2 separate regions of the Capsicum annuum genome follow, and region 1 is linked to region 2. A link is a contact called in public Hi-C data. All regions are on one chromosome and are shown on one strand. The core of a region is the stretch at or near the end of the contact, and the rest is flanking DNA. Distances in the headings are between cores, read along the strand shown.

Evidence for each region. A called contact is a pair of places that touch in the nucleus more often than the background predicts.
Region 1: a Hi-C map of leaf shows a contact between it and region 2, with 2.4 times the contacts expected there. The contact joins the promoter of LOC107840303 here to the enhancer-like site in region 2. A contact is called at or near these places in 3 of 5 Hi-C or Micro-C datasets (bud, leaf and placenta).

Annotation. Positions count from the first base shown.
Region 1 is chr1:155,969,885-155,972,584 of UCD10Xv1.1, forward strand. LOC107840303 reads left to right here and starts at 1,338. Exons shown (of 2, transcript XM_016684125.2): 1 at 1,338-2,700. The coding sequence starts at 1,598.
Region 2 is chr1:155,921,161-155,923,860 of UCD10Xv1.1, forward strand. All of the region lies in intron 1 of LOC124888071 (a long non-coding RNA gene), which reads right to left. Among protein-coding and RNA genes, the nearest start is that of LOC124888071, 3.4 kb to the right of the region's middle. Within about 2 kb of position 1,396, at least 3 of the 5 cell types and tissues checked have an H3K27ac peak or open chromatin away from gene starts, as enhancers often do. A contact at or near this core is called in leaf, where this site is marked.

The DNA.
Region 1 (2,700 bases), core at 88-2,587, 49 kb after region 2:
TAAGAATTCTTTCGTACCAAACACACCCTAAATCTTTTTTTCCTTAAAGAGAAAGCAAAGAGAAAGATGAAAAAGGTGAGGAGCGTCTGAAAAAATCTGCGGTACAACAAAGACGCTCCTCCTCAGCTCTCAGTCCTCAGTCCTCATGGTGGATGGGTCCCTACTACAAATACCCCATCTTTTTTTTTTTTTTTTTTTTTCTTCCCCCCCTTTTCTCATTTTCCTTTTTCCAAATTTGTGGCTATTTCCACTAACCTTTTTTTTGTTTTTGTTTTTGAAAAGTAAAATAAATTAATGGAGTCCATGGTTTTTTAATGGTCAACTAAATCACCCTTAGAATGCAAGATTTGTCTTCTGCATATTCCTATTTCTTTACTTTTCTTTTATCTAATAAAGCACAAAAAGAAAAAGGAAAATCATATTCCTTCACCATCAACATCATGCCTACTATTTTATAAGGTTTAATACTTGAGAATAAACGACTTTGGGTATATTAAAGATCTAAATAATCAGTTAAACTGTATGTTATGGTCCCTTAATTTATGCCATTATGTTTTGTCAAGCAAGTTCATCTTTAACTAAAATTATTGCTCCTATCTTTTTGTCATTTTCCAAAAGATTAAAAAAATAAAAAATCTAATAGAATCTTTACGAATAGAAAAAGAGTACAATTAATTTGATGGTGATTAAGTGATATTATTTTTTCCACCTAATCTTCCGACGTCGAGAGACTCTACAAGCATTATAAGCTTTTGTGTATCTTGTAATGTTTTCATTTTTTAAAAATCTTTAATATAAAGTTAAGAGGAGTGTGAGTCATTTCATGAAATACATAACAGTGGAAATCTGTAATGACTTCTGAAGATTAAGTTTATTCAGTATTTTGTTGTGATTACAAGATAAATCAGAATAATAATTTATACCCAAAATCTTATGATTATCTATCACATAGAAAAGGTGATATTATAATTTTAGAATCATATCTATGTATATTACTATGTGTTGCTTCATTTGATTTGTATTTTGTTGTTCTCTTGTTATACTTTCTTGCAATCATGCTTCAAATTTTTTTCTTTTCTATCGAGTTAGGTCTATTAGAACAATCGAGTATATGTTGTTGTAGTATATGATTAGGGTAACTTTGTATTGGACCAAATAATCCATCAGTTATTAAAATGAGACAGTGCAGCAGTGCCATCTGTTGATTGTCCATAAATCACAATAATTCAAACCAGAATTAGCATAAAAGAATCCAAAAAGGACCCCATGACCTCCCCATTAGTGCAGGTCAGCATCTAGTTCTTATCTTAATCTTAATATTAAAAATTTCCCACATGACAAATCAAACACCAAAAAGCAAGCCCCACCCCCCAACAACAACACACACACACACAAAAGAAAGCAAGACAAGAACATTAAAAAAGGAGGTCTGCTTGCAAACCAAAGGAAATAACCTTTGGAATCTCTGGTAGTTGAGATATCAAAAACTGCCTTTCTTCATGAACTGAAACTCTCTATCTCAAGAAGAAGAAACACCACCTGATATCCAATAATCCTTTGAAAAGAATATATCTTTCTTTTCCTAAACCCCACTAAGATGGTGCAAAGAAAGCTTGGTATCAAAGCTGATCATATTAAAGCCAACAAGCAAATGATTAACCACAAACCATCTTTGCCTATATCACAAAGCCATGATATCAAGAACAAAGGATCTGAAGTCAAGAAGAAGATGATGAAGAAATCAGGCAAAACCAAACACTCAGATTATGAAATCTGTCACTCACCAAATTTCAGAAAATATGTACCTCAGCCAGGAAAGCCACCCCCCACTACTAATTCTTCAACACCAAAGAAGCAGCAGCAGTCAACATCCACTCCAAATTATATGAAGTCCACCAGCAGTTCTGTTGCAAGGAAAGAGCAATCTCAGGTTAGTTCAAGGAGCCCTCAAACTTATTCTCAAAGTTCTAGCAGAAAAAATTCAAATAACTCAAAGTTAGGCTCATCTAATTCTGTTAACAAACCAACAAGGAGTTTATTAGCTAGAACTTCTAGTTTGAAACTAGTGAGGACCACCCTGACAAAAACTCCTAGTTTTAAACCAGCAAGAGTTTCAGCGAAGAAACCATGTTCCCCTATTGTTCTGTGTGAAGACTTTCATGTAGAGAGGGCTACATGTTCATCAACTTTGAAAGAAGCCAAGTTTCCTTCATACCTTGAACTTAGTCCTGGAGGAACAGAATCAGCTGGAACTTCTGTCTTCAAGGTTTGCCCATACACATATTGCTCCCTTAATGGTCACCATCACCCTCCTTTGCCTCCCTTAAAGTGTTTCATGTCAGCAAGAAGGCGTACGCTAAAGAATCAGAGGAATCTCAAGTTGGGATGCTTCTCCCCCCGTCGAGCTAATCCCCGTGGATTAGGTTTGAATGAGAATGTACCAAAACAAATACAGAGTACTACAGAGGTAGCTTCTCTGATAAATGAAGATGACAAAGAGTTTTTTGTCGAAATTTATAGCAATGAAAGGGAAGAGAAGGCTGATATCGTTGGCCCAAACACCAACTTGGTAGATGATCATAAGATCACTGATTCTTCTGCCACTGATCTTGTATCTTCAGATGAAGTGGCAGCAGATGAGACCGAGGACAATCTTGATCAGAAGAGAGAGGCCATTTCAGCCGAAATCGACACACCTGG
Region 2 (2,700 bases), core at 146-2,645:
GAGAAATTTTATTTGAATTAAACTAAGTTGTAGTTTTTCGGACGTAAAAGGAAAATGAATTTTAATTTCGTAAAAGAAGAAAATTATGGAATTATTTTCTTATTATTAATCGTTATAGAAAAAGTTGATTATATTATAGATAATACCTTTGGAAAAATGTTAAGAGAGTGTTGAATTAAAACCATTATTAATTAGAGAAAATGGTCAAAAAAAACCTCAACCTTTACCTCAAATCTCAACTACACACTTATAATTTGCGGGGGCCCTATGACCCCCTTGAACTATTTTAAAATGGAATTATTATCCCCAAACTATTTTAAAGTGAAATATATGTCCGTCTAAAAGCTCATACCCAGATTTTATTTTAATTTGTGGTTTACACGCGCTGCCACGTGTCATTCCACGTAGAAGAAGAAGAAATGTCATTGATGAGTTCTTGGATATCATTGAAGAAAAAGAAGAAAAAGAAGAAGAAGAAAGAAAAATAATAATTAAAATTATATATATATTTTTAAAGAAATATTAAAAATAATTTTTTAATAAATTATTTTCGTTCTCACTCTTTTTAAAGAGAGTGAAACACACTCTCTTGTCATGTCAGCACTGGGGGTAATAATTTCATTTTAAATAGTTCAGGGGGGTCATAGGAGTCTCGCAAAGTATAAGTGTGTAGTTGAAATTTGGAATAAAGGTTGAGGAGACTTTTGACCATTTTCTCTTATTAATTATGATAAGTTGAAATTTATAAGAAAATTTAGTTTCTTGAGTTTGAAGAGAATTATTTAAATCCAAATAGACTATTAGTCATATGAATAAAATAAATATCATATTAAAATAAACTATTCACTTTTAAAAGATTTATTACGGAGAAAATCGAAGGAAACAATTTAATCCGTCTTTAAACGATATAAATTAGGTGAAAAGTTCATGAATTAAGATAAAAATAAAATGACAACACCTTAGGAAATTTATCTAGATTAATTAATTTAAATGTTAATTAGCACAAATAAACAATACAAGCTACAAAAAGGAAAAATCACATGAATATACAATTTAAGCATTAATATTACAAAAACTACCACTAGTTTTTTTAATTTACAAAAGGTATTTTTTATTTACAAAATCTACCACTAAAAGTGATTTTTTATAGCTGGCATATGCGTGGGGGGCCCCCACCAACTAAAATTCCCCCCCCCCCCCCCCCGTCCACTCCCAACAAACCCTAAAATAACCTATCAAGAAATATGGCTTTACACGGGACTAAAAAGCTGAAAAAGAGAAGGTTTGGGTTAAGAATTCATGTCAATGATGATAAAAAGCAGGATGAAACCATAGTGTGTAATCACTTTGGCTTTCGTTATTGTCCATGTCCCCACTCCTTCACGAATTTCCCCACCACTGCCATTGTTCCGTCTTCCTCATCCGCTGCAGCAGCCCTTTTGGTATTCTTCCCTTAGGTTTCAGCATAATCTTGGAAGACATGGTCGTAGTTTTCTTGATTTTTTTTGGGCAGATTTTTGATAGAACACCGTTTGTTCATCGATCAGTATGTTTTGTGTTTAGGATATGGTGGAGAATTTGATGTTGTGGCGACGGCGGCGGTGGATATGATTTTCAATGGAGGTTTTGAATTTTTTCTCAATGTTTGTTACTACTGATTGTTTTTCCAGATTTTTTCGATGACACCGGCAAGTGAAGAATATCAATGATTTTATGGAATGAATTGTATAGGAAATTGGTGTAGGTCTGTGAATTGTATAGAATTTGGTGTATGAATTGTATAAAAATTTATATATGAATTATATAGAAATTGGTGTATCACCAGTTTTATGGTGTCTGAATTGTATAGAAATTGGTGTATGAACAGCGTTATGGTGTTTGAATTGTATAAAAATTGGTGTATCAATATTTTTATGTTGTTGAATTATAAGAAATTGATGTATTAATAATTTTGTATCAATAATTTTATGGTGTTTGAATTATCTAGAAATTATTTTATCAATAATAGCAATTTCATGATGTCGAAAATATATAAAAATTGGTGTATCAATAATTTTATAGTGTCTGGTGTATATAAAAATTGGTGTATCTATAAGTTTATGGTGTAATATAAATTTTTATATAAAAATTGGTGTATTGATAATTTTATGGTGTTCAAAATATATAAAAATTGATGTATTAATAATTTTATGGTGTCCGATTTATATAAAAATAGGTATATCAATAATTTTATGGTGTATGAAATTTGTATAGAATGTGGTTTGAATCAACCGGAGAATTTACTATTATTAATGATGTTTTCTCCTAAAAAATATTAAAAATTAAGGTCAATTTAATTAGATAAATTAAATTTGAAAACATAAAACAAATATCAAATAAATGTAGTGTTTTTTCGTTTGCCTTATTTATTATTTTTGAAAAAAAATTGATGAAAAACAAAATAGGAGAATTTGCAGGTAAAATATCAACTATTAAGTTACCCCCTTAAATCATGTTATTTTATTTATTGTCTTTTATTTTTTCTTTTGCCTTATTTGGTAGATTTTGTTATCTATTGTTATATTTTGTAAAATAGAAACTATGTGTAGTTTTTGTAATATTGACTCTTAAAGTGTATATTTATGTGATTTGCCTGCAAAAAATGATGCAAGAATCAAAATTGGGCCCTCAATTGGCCCATTAATGAAACTGCCCAATTTT